Regions from separate parts of the Mus musculus genome. Here region 2 is linked to region 1. The links are chromatin contacts, called in public HiChIP or PLAC-seq maps. All regions are on one chromosome and are shown on one strand. The core of a region is the stretch at or near the end of the contact, and the rest is flanking DNA. Distances in the headings are between cores, read along the strand shown.

Evidence for each region. HiChIP or PLAC-seq counts read pairs in DNA pulled down with a chosen protein or histone mark.
Region 2: a contact with region 1 is called in an H3K4me3 HiChIP or PLAC-seq map of bone marrow-derived macrophages, with 2.7 times the contacts expected there. The contact joins the enhancer-like site here to the promoter of Trim14 in region 1. A contact is called at or near these places in 3 of 39 promoter capture datasets (the C10 cell line, the HPC-7 cell line and pre-B cells), 2 of 15 datasets of contacts at CTCF or cohesin (the G1E-ER4 cell line and large pre-B cells), 7 of 484 Hi-C or Micro-C datasets (the G1E-ER4 cell line, bone marrow-derived macrophages, erythroblasts and 1 more), 5 of 115 datasets of contacts at active chromatin or transcription factors (the HPC-7 cell line, Th17 cells, bone marrow-derived macrophages and 1 more) and 3 of 9 other capture datasets (adipose tissue, liver and pancreatic islet).

Annotation. Positions count from the first base shown.
Region 1 is chr4:46,534,061-46,539,483 of GRCm38.p6, forward strand. Trim14 (tripartite motif-containing 14) reads right to left here and starts at 2,081. Exons shown (of 6, transcript NM_029077.4): 1 at 1,820-2,081. The coding sequence starts at 2,020. It overlaps Coro2a (coronin, actin binding protein 2A), which reads right to left. Exons shown (of 12, transcript NM_001164804.1): 12 at 2,877-5,207. The coding sequence ends at 5,076. Gm16731 (predicted gene, 16731) reads left to right here and starts at 1,841. Exons shown (of 4, transcript NR_151695.1): 1 at 1,841-2,003; 2 at 3,111-3,263; 3 at 5,032-5,380.
Region 2 is chr4:46,627,734-46,633,156 of GRCm38.p6, forward strand. Tbc1d2 (TBC1 domain family, member 2) reads right to left here. Exons shown (of 13, transcript NM_198664.3): 4 at 2,143-2,276; 5 at 608-804. It overlaps Gm42281 (a long non-coding RNA gene), which reads left to right. Exons shown (of 4, transcript XR_881230.2): 4 at 1-1,109. Among named protein-coding and RNA genes, the nearest start is that of Gm42281, 9.2 kb to the left of the region's middle. Within about 2 kb of position 2,803, at least 74 of the 459 cell types and tissues checked have an H3K27ac peak or open chromatin away from gene starts, as enhancers often do. A contact at or near this core is called in adipose tissue, bone marrow-derived macrophages, embryonic stem cells and 1 more, where this site is marked.

The DNA of each region.
Region 1 (5,423 bases), core at 831-3,330:
TCCTAGTCCTCGCTCTACAGCCATGTGCTCAAAATCTGTTTCCTCCATCGCAAGCAGGTTTGCTGTGTGGAGTAAATGAGATCAGAGTGGCTGGCCAGCCGCACATGCTCAGTGCAGGTCACTTTGCCATGTTAGCATCCAACAAGCATTTGCCGCAGTGGTAAATGGGGGCAGGGAAGGGGGTCAGCCTTGGCTTCAGCTTCCACATACTCATCATCTGGGACATCTAAGCCACCTATTGCTCAAGCTGGCCCAAGGATACCCTAGCTCTCTGGTTTAGGATCTCCACCTCCAGCCACTGGAATTTCTGTCTCCTGATCCCATGAAATTCTATTTACCCTTCAAAGCGCTTCCTTGACGGTTACTCCTGTGCTCAAACTCCGCCCGCCCAGACCTGCGCTGCACGCTCGCCCTCGCGGCTTCCCACCTGCACGCGCACAGCCTCCTCCTCGGCCAGGCCCACCGGGTGGCGGCGGTACGCACCCAGAACCCGGCAGAGCGCCCACACGGAGCGGCCACAGCGGCGACAGAAGAGCTCATGTCCACCCAATGGCACTTCCCTGGGGAAGTGCTTGCGTGGCTTCCTGCCCCAAGTTCTATTTTCTGGCTCTCACTGGCCACCACCCTGGGCTCCCTAGTATGATATGTAGTACATTGCAGTGCTACTATCCTACCCCTGACCAACCAGGCAACTAACTCATCCAGATGCGGCGAGGATCTGATTTCTGACTTGGCTCACGGTACAAGCCATGGCGCTGAGTGCTGAGTATGTGCTTGATGAAGGAATGGCTCTGTGGATAGACAGAGGAAGGGTGCCTAGGTTGACGCATAGCCTTGGGTCTCCGAGTAGCAGCATTTGAGGATCCTTATTAGCAGTCATTTCACAGTTGCTGAAGGATGGTTCTGGAAGCAGGGGCAGGACTCCACTAGTCAGACTGTCCTCCCTCAGGCCCAATTCAGATTGGAGTTGTAGTCTTGTCAAGGGTGGTTAAGTCAGGAGAGAGCAGAAAGGAAGGTGCTTTGGGCAGAATTACAAAGACTTCTTGGAGATAAACATAAAATCAGCCCCGGGGGTTCAGAAGGTTCTGGCTAGCTTGCCTTCCTCAAATGCAGAGAGGAGAATAGATTCTGCAGAGCCAGGGCAGCCGGCTGGGGGTCCTGCTTTCTCGTTATCTATAGAAGATAAGGCTGTGATTAACAAGCCTCTTCCGTGGGTGGGGTGGGAGAGGGGACAGTGGTGTATTTGCATAGGGGGAGGAGCCGGATTCAAGGCAGGAAGAGGGACCTTATTGACTTAGCAAAACAACATAGGCCATCAGGTCCCAGTTCAGAATGGCCTTTTATGAACTCCAGGGTCCAGAGACATTTCCAGGCTTCATGGAACACACGCATACATACAGTTTTCTTTTTCTACAATCTGGTCTTTTGAGATAGTCTCTCTACATATCACAGGTTGGCTGTAAACTCCCAATTTTCCAACTTCATCCTCCCCTGTGCTCTGTTAGGCGAACGTCCCTCCCGCGTCCTTGACTCTGGTTGGGGAGTTGCCCTAGCAGAAGCGGTAAAGAACGTGTGAGTACTAACCAGCTTGAGCCTCCTGTACCCCAAGCCAATCTTGGGAAGCTTCGCTGGTGGTTTGAGCAACTTTTGCACTTCCATAGGGTTCTGCCTCCCGATCCTACTGTCTACTATCTAGAGGACCTCAGGGTCCCCCTTTAGTTTCCCTGTCCTAACGGGATTTGACCCTCCTTTGACGGTTACTCTTGTGCTCAATCTCCGCCCGCCCAGACCTGCGGTGCACGCCCTCGCGGCTTCCCACCTGCACACGCACAGCCTCCTCCTCGGCCAGGCCCACCGGGTGGCCGCGGTGCGCACCCAGAACCGGGCAGAGCGCGCACACACAGCGGCCGCAGCGGCGACAGAAGAGCTCAGCCGGGCGTTCGCTGTGCTCCGGACAGCGCCAGCCATACGCCCCGTCGGGCTGAAAGGGCGCCCGCGCCTCGGTAGTCTCGCTCGCCATTCTCAGTGGCAACCGCTGTTCTCTGTGCAGTGTGGTCGGGTTGGGTTGGTGCAGAAATCGAAACCTTGCTCGGGGAGGGGCGGGGCGGGGCGGGGCGGGCGACCCAGCTCCCAGTGGCAAACTGGAGGGGCGATGACCTGCTGGAGAGTTGATGCTTGGTCCCACCTAGTGCTGGATCCGCGGCACAGCATCCTTCCACTCTTTCTCACCTTGAGGAGGAGGAGGTCACTATAGATAGGAACGCGGGTGCTTGCACTGATGGGCTCACTGGAAGGTTGGCTTCCCGCTTGTTGATGATGTTGGGCTTCTGGCAAACTGCGGAGGTGCGTAGTAGGTGGTGTGGCCTGCCCAGAGGGCCTACATTTTCTACACCTCATTTTGTTCTTTTCCTGTAGTGCTTCCTCCCTATGGTCAGCCATGTGGGGGCAGGTGGGGGTGAAGTTGGAACATACTTCCAAGAAGCCCCAATTATCTTCAGGCTAAAACTTCAAAGCCCCAGGCCCTGAAGATGTTCTGATTTCTCTTGCCTTGATGGGTGAATGACCCACCCTGTTTCTAGCCGGGGCATTTTGCAGTTCTTGCTTAAGGTATAGCTGCTGCTCACTGTCCCCCAATCACATGGAGGTGTGGCTTATCTCCTTCTTCAGGAAGCGTCCATTCTCCACCCACAGCCGCCTGACCACCCTGCCCCATCCTGCCCCTCACGAATTCTCTCAAACACAAGTGGAAGCACTTCAAGGGTATTCGGACCTTACTGACCAGTTTGCCAACCTGGTCCGGTATCATCTGGTCCAGACACCTAGTGCTAAATTGGTACTTGTAGAACGAATTAACAAAAAGGAAATCGCCAAGCATTGCAATATCGAGTCTGGTGTTATTATTTATTATTATTTTGGTTGAGGCAGAGTCTTAGACTCCTTTGCCCAAGCTGGTCTGGAATTTTCAATCTTCCTGCCTCAGCCTTCCATGAACTGGGATTACAGGCAGGAATTACCACCCACAGTAGATTGTCATATTCTTACATTGCACGATTCTGTGTCTATTTTAACTTTTATTTCTTAATTATTTTTTTATTTACTTTTTTACAAAGGTACAAGGAATTTAAGAAACATTCAAACAATCACTCAAACGGCTTCAGGCACGGTTTCATATGAAAAGCATAGGTCCGTATCTTGATTCCCGTTTCCCTCTGGGATACAACCTCAAGTTTTGTTCTAGGAAGCAGAATTATTGTAGAGCTAAGGTGGGTACAAGCTCATCTCCAAGCGTTCTCCCTCATTCACACAAAGTTCCTGAGTCATCAGAAAGAAAGCTCCCAAGGCAAGAAGGAAGGAGCCGAGGGCGGCTTTGCTGCTTGGGTGGTCACTGTGTCAGGGGGCAGTGTTGCTCCATTAGCCCAAGAACATAAAAACATAATCTTAAAAAAATATGACAAAATCTTCAAAAGAAAAAAAAGATGACAAATATCCCTCTCCCTTGCTATGAAATAATTTAAATAATTTATTCTAGATGTAAAAAAAAACCCAACAGAACAAGAAACAACATATAATTTTGTTCATAGCCACCTGTGACCTGTTCCTGAATGTGAGGTCTGGGTCTGGGTCCCTTACAGTGGGGATAGCTTTTTTTTGAGGGGATGGTGTTGTACAGAGATTTGATGGGAAGCTCACTGGACCCCACCCCTAGCCACACATAAGAGGCAGCCAGTGGTTTTGGGCTGGTGTCTTCACTATGTGGCCCTCCTGCCTTCTGAGCATGGGGTTGGAGCTTTACAGACTGACATGCTGGTCACAAATGAAAGGAGAGAGAGCGCGCCATCCCAGGAGCTCCAGATCCCTGCCATACTCGGGAGCACAAGGAAGGCGAGCATAGCTAGCTCATCGCCGGGCATAGAGTCCCAGTGTAGTGTAGGGATGGAGAATAAACCAAGGAGCACAGGACCCTGGTGTGTGCAGATACCAGCGACGGTGAGTGACGTGGTCGTGTGCGAGTCAGCTTTGTACTGCTTCCATTGCCAACACAGCAGTAGGATGCTAGCTAAAAGCGTCTCCATTCCCATGAACAGAAGCCACTCAGGCAGCTTGTTCAGAGGGCCGTACCCTCCACTGTAGGGTCAGCTTTAGTGGGCAGGTCTGGTCATCAGTATGTGCATCCAGTGGGGTGCTAATGGACGATGTGGGTCAGAACCTGTTAGCCTGGATAGCCCCTGAAATTCTCGCTTGAGCTCCAGCATGACCCTGAGTGATGGGGGAAACTATCTGTCCAGAGGGGAAGGGGGGAGGGGGGAACTCTGTCTGCTTGTCCAGGAGGTATGGGGGAGTGGGTACCTCCTGTGGTAAGCCTTGTCTCAAGTTCTCAGGCACCAGCTAGGCTTGTTTTGCACCAAGAAAGAAAAGAGCCTCAGAACCAGGCACAAGACACACAAGGGAGGGTCGCAGGCTTTCAGACCAGGTGCCATTTTCTCACCCAGTGCAGTGAACCAGAGCCCTTACTGGTGGCTGGCCATGGGGCTTTGCCACATCCAGTGCTGGGCCCCCCTACCTCCCAGAGGACTTTAGATACCCTGGGTGGAAGTCCGTTCCTGCCCTCTTGTAGTCAACAGACATGGACTCAGCTCTGAGGTCTGTGTCCCCACCTATGGGACGATCTACCCACATGTGGCTGATTCTGGTTGGAAGGATGGGTTTGGCTGCCTGCCTGTGGTTTAGAATTGGGCCAAATCTTCACTCTGGGAGGTCATAGCTCCTCACCAACCCTTAAAACCAGAATCCAGCAGAAGGTAGGGTATAATCTAAACCAGCCAGGGCAGGAACTGCAGATTGGAGAAGGCGACAGGAAAGCGGCACCACGTCCCACTGGGATCTCTTTCAGCAACTGAGAGTTTTGTTTTCCTGGTATAAAATATAGAAATAGTGGTTGTTCTCAGTGAATTTCGGCTCGGTGCTGGACCTCTCTCTCTCTCTCTCTCTCTCTCTCTCTCTCTCTCTCTCTCTCTCTCTCTCTCTCCACAGAGCCTATCGGTGTCCCTGAGGGCAAGGGTGGAGGAGAGCACTGCTCAGAGCTGTCCTAAGGCCATCCGCAGGTTTTTGATCTCTAGTTCCAGCTGCTTGGTCTGGACTTCTCTCTGGATTAACAGCTCCCGGAGCCTCCGGATCTCCTCCTGTTGCCGGTAGAACATCTGCAGCAGCTGTGAAGCACAGTGAAGAGGGAGAGGTCATCTGGGTGGCCGGGATAGGCCACAGCACAGAGGCTGAGGCACACACTTCTGACTTGGTGACAGCCGTTAAATTATTAGCAAGGGACAGTCACTTCTGAGCCGTGACGAAAGCCTTGCTTGCTTTACCCAACAGTGAAGTTCCGGTAGCTTGTTTGTATTCTATTTGTCCTTCCCAGATCCCTGAGG
Region 2 (5,423 bases), core at 1,553-4,052, 94 kb after region 1:
AAGGCTGCAGCTCTCCCACACCTCAGCCACTGATGTTCGCCGCAGCACAGGAGAGCCTTCCCCAGAACCAAACCCTGCTCTGAGGTGAAGGAAGCCTTCTGAACACCTCAATGCCCTTTATTTTCCACAGTGGCTACACATCTCCCTCTACAACTGCTACAGTGAACTTCCGTATGGAAACAAAATCTCCTTTCCTGTCACTGTTCTCTGCCGCACCCTGCCAGTGCTGTCCTCAGGGATCTGCACACAGTCAGAAGGTACGGCCATTCTCCCCGCGCACTGGAGACCCCTCCCAAGACCCTGCATCGAAACAGCACCCCGAGACACAGCCTTTCCTCCATGATGGGTCAGACCACCCAAGTCCAAGAGGCATCCAAGACTCAATTATTGAAGTAGGTCACCCACACCTTTGGTGGCCTCCTAACACCTGGTTTGTGACAGTATGCTTCTGAGTTACTGATAACGAGGCACTTCTGGCCTCTACAGTTGTCCTTTGAAGACCACAAACTAGCTGTGCTGGGTTGGGTTGAGGCACTGCACAGAGCTACCGGCAAGGCTCAGAGGCCACGGGGCACAGTGGGGCTCCCGGAAACGGGCTGGGGCTTACCTTCTGTGACTTGAGCTCTTTGGTGAGCATCAGCACCTGCTGCTCCAAGGCCGCCACCTTCTCCTGGGCTGTGCGGCTCCGAGCCAGTCCATCGGAAAAGAATGGGAAGGTGTTGCTTTGCCGCTTGGGTTTCTGCGTGGGACCTGAGGGCACAGAGGACCTGGGTGCAGACTTGGCAGGATCCTCTGGCTCTTTTTCTGCTTGAGGAGAGAAACGCGGACGTCAGGATGGGCAGACCTACTGGTGCCTTATCCATATCTTCAGGCAACAGCGTCTTTCTGCAGTTTCCTCGTGAACTGGAAAGGGGGCAATACACTTTGCTTATTTATGAATGCTTACTAGGGATTCTGCGGGAAAGATGGCATTCTGGGGACAGATGGCAGTGACAGCCACATAATAGTGTGAATGCACTCAATGCCACTGGATGGTGTAATGGGAAGTGATAAAATGGTAAATTTTGTTATGTACATGTATTTTACTACAATAAAACATTCTAACCCGGTGGTGCACGCCTGCATTCCAGCACAGGAGGGAGGGGTAGAAGATTGTAAATTCAAGGTCACTCTCGGCTCCAGCATGTTAGAGGTCTGGGATACACGAGACTCTGTCTCATCGGGGAAACCAACCGAATCCTTACTCTTTACCTCTGGAGCCTGAGGAGGGAGGGGAGCCTCGTGAGACTCAGTAGGTAAACAAAGGTAACTCATCTGGAGAACAGAAACCTGGAAGATTCTGGAACGCCCCTCCCCCAGCAGTATAAACCTGAGTCAGCCTGGGTGGGGGTGGGGCGAGACTGACCAACCCAGCTACGGAGGGAAGAGACATACAGGCTGCCGAGCTGCCTGTGATGAGCAGGGAGCTCCAGGCAGGGCTTCTGTGCAGCTTTTAGGACTCTGCATCTGTATTGGGCATTATTTTTGGTGACACAGTTGCTGTTTTGAGTCACCCCTCACCCTTTTAAGTACCCTCCCCCCACCCATTAGTAACCCCAATAAAAGTTCACTGGTTTAGCCAAGTTGGACGTTGGTGTAATCATTATTTTGGTCTATCACGGGTGCCCTTTCTGGAGTGAATGGATTGTGTGTGTGTGTGGTGTGTGCTACATCGCCCCAGGAAGAGTCTGTCACACAACACACCCTGCTAAGGACTGAATGTGTGTTACCATAACCCCAGGCTGAAGCTCTAGTCCCCCGAGTTAGCATTAGGAGCATCAGGAGGCAGGGCCTTGGGTAATTCAGATGAAGGTGCAGCCCCATGATAGGATTAGTGTCCTCAGAAGAAGGGAAAGATGAGAGCTCTCTTGGCCACCGGAGAGGACACAGCACCGCTGTCTTCCAGCCTGGAGGAGATCTTTCCTAGAATCCTGCTCTGCAGCGTGTGCACCTTGGACTCCTCAGCTCCCTCCTAACTATAAAAACTACCGTAAGTGTGTTCTTCTTCACACACACACACACACACACACACACACACACACACACCCTTGCAGGCAGGGAGGAGACAGAGATTGCTTGGTCTCAGGCTTGGACAACGCTCACCTGGAAGGCTGGGGTCAGAGATCGAGGGCTGTTCCCCGCTTTGAGGCTCTCCACCCTGAGGCGAGTCTTCCACGAGTGGCCCGTGGGCTGCCGCTTGGGCCTGCTTGTTGCCACGGATGTTGTGCATGGTGTTTCTGAAAGGACAAGTGAGGAGTGTGAGGCCAGCAGTCTCTGCCTTCCTGCTGCCTGCAGAGCTCTGGCCTCAGCAGCATGCTTCCAGTCATTCCAATCGCTCTCCTCAGCATCCTGTATGATGCATCCCCGCCTCCCCAGCCCTGGCCCAAGCTCCTCGCCCTTCTTACAAAGCCCCATCTACACTGCACTTCCCTACCCTTTTATTCCTGGTGAATTTATCACATACATGCAGTGATTTCCTTTTAGATTCATTTTATTTTATGAGTGTTTTGCCTGCATGTATATCTGTGAACCATGTGCACTCCTGCTGTCTGCGGTGGTCAGAAGAGGGCATCGGATCCCTTAGAACTGGATTACAGATGGTTGTGAGCCACTGTGCGGATGCTGGGACTAGAATGGGTGAGGGCCCTCTACAAGAGTAAGTGCTCTTAACCACTGAACCGTTTATTTCCCCAGCCTCCTACCGTGTATCATGACCATATCCTCCCTAACTTCCCCCACCCACTTCCCCAACCGCCTCAACCAATGCCCTTCCCACAGAGTCCAATTACTGTTGCCTGCTTGAGCAAGGACAACCTACCATTGGTCACAACCCTGAAGAACAATGGTTCTCCCTTCCCCGGTAGCCACTAGTTGGCAATAGTGCGCTGAGCCTCACGAACCCCTCCCCCATTGGTGCAGGAATTAATGACTGGCTGGATCTCGTACAGGTTTTGTGCAGGTAACCACCGTTCCTGCCATGGCCACTTATATAAGCTCGGTTCCCATAATCCCAACCTTGCTGCTGAAGTATGTGCCCCACGCCTGTCACTCTGCTCACGGGTAAACTTAGAACAGCAGTACAGCGCCTGTAATAAGAAATTGCTTCATGTTTGTTGAATGGCCTTGCGGACCTAACTTTCCCAAACCCTCTGGCCTCCTAACTAGCATGCCCAAAGGCCATCAGTGGCTCCCAGCTCTCCTGAGGCATGTTGTAAACACTTCCTGGCAGCTTTCTACCTTTGCTCTCTCCTTAGACCCGGAGCCACGATGCCTGACTTGTGGCTACCGAGGGGCTTAACTACACGGGTGCCTAGGCAGCTGGTTGAAGCTGAGGCCCCAGTCCAGAGTCCAGACTTAACCTTTGTGTGGTTTACAGAAAGGAACCAGGTAGCACCAAAGGCTGTCCTGAGAGTCCAGACTACAACCAATTCATGGCCCAGCAGAAGAAGAGATAGCCCAGGTGCTTATGCTCCTGAGCAGAGATGAGAGCACAGCAATTGAGAAATCAGCAGCAAGGGAGAGAGAAAGACCTCCCTATATGAGCTGTTGGAAACTGCAGGCTGTGTAAGGAGAATCTGCCCGTGCACCACAACAAGAAACACTCGACTAGGAGGCACGCCTGTACAAGGAGGGCAGCCATGGCTTGTGGCACACAGGAGATGGCTTCTGTGAGCCAGCCTCAGGCAGGCGTGCTTCCCAATGGAGTTTTGTAGGAGGGGTTTGGAAGGCAGGAAAACTTAGCCATTGGTCTTTGACATTTCCTGAAATCTGTTTCAATGTAGATACAAGATGTGGAGGAATCCAGGGCCTGGTTTAAATGTGTGTTGCATGTTCCTCTTTGCGATCCCACAATGATCTTACAACTAAAATCATTTGCCATGCAGAAAAAGGCTAACCTCAGCCCCAGTCCCAGCCCTGTATGTGTGTGTGTAGGGCACAGGTAGACACTGGCTGTTTTCTTCATTCACTATCCACATTTGTTATTTTCTAGACAGGGCCTCTCTAGGAATCCAGAACTCGCTGCTCAGCTAGACTGGCTGGCCAGTTGTGCTCCAGCAATAGACGGGACCTGAGGTCACTTACCTCTGAGCATCTCTCGAGGCCTTCCTATGAATTTTTCTTATTCTTGAGACGGAGTCCCATGTGTCTCAGATCACATCTCATGCTTCACAGATTTACTGTGACAGAGGATGACTCTGGACTTCCGACCCGTCTGCTGTGTGGCAGGCACCAGGGATCAACGCAGAGTGCCGGTGATTCTGAGAGGCAAGGACTCTACCAACTGAGCTATAGCCCCAGTCCTACACTTCTCCTGATCCAATGTCACTGCACTCACTATCACGGAGTAGCCATGAACGTTTTCTGCCTTACATGAAGGATAGGAAAAAAAACTGAAATAAATTTGATATGTTGACTCTTTTTCTGAGAGAGAGAGAGAGAGAGAGAGAGAGAGAACATTAAGAGCTACCCCAGAGAGAGAGAGAGAGAGAGAGAGAGAGAGAGAGAGAGAACATTAAGAGCTACCCCACCTAGTGACAGTTCATATTTTCTGTGAATTGCAGAAATTTGTTTTGAGCTACCACAACAACTAGTTTTCACTATGACGTTACCATTTTACTGCAGCTGGAGGATATTCACTAAGCACAGTGGGGTGGGGTGGGGTGGACAGACAAGGGGACAGGAAATACGATAGCCCTGGCTGGGTTGTGTTGTCCCTGTGTGAGACCCATCCTTCCAGCAATATGATAGACAAGTCACTCTGGAAAACCCTCATTCCACAAATACTCAGACAGTGGAGAAACAAAATGTAGTTTTACAGACTTTATCACAGGTCCCAGAAAGGGGAGAGAGTCAGGGACTGAACCTGATAACGGTTGTGAAACTTGGGTAGGGGAGAAAAGGATTGTGGGTTCACTGATCAGTTGGCACCTCAGAGTGCCTCCTCCCTTGCCTCAGAGGAATTGCAGCAACTCTTCTTCAGATACCTGCAGAACTGTCCAGGGAGGCCATCTGACCCTTTCAGGCTCCTTACAAACTAGTTACTGGGTCTACTCAAATTCCCGTGTTTTTTGTTTTTGTTTTTTTTCCAGGCAGTCCCAGCAATTTGTGTCTTTCTAGGAATTTGTCCATTTCATCTAAGTTTTAAAATTTGTCGGCATTACAGTTGTTCACAGCAATCCCTGGAACCTGTTTATTTTTTGATAGGAACTCACTAAGTAGCCCAGGCTAACCCTGAACTCAGAATCTTCTTGTCGCAACCACCATGCCTGGCCCTTATTATCCTTTTTGGTTCTGTAAGGTTGGTAAGTAATGACCCCCCCCCTTTTTTTGTCCTCAACTTTAGTAGTTTGATTTTTCTTCTTTTCTTGACCTAGCTAAAAGTT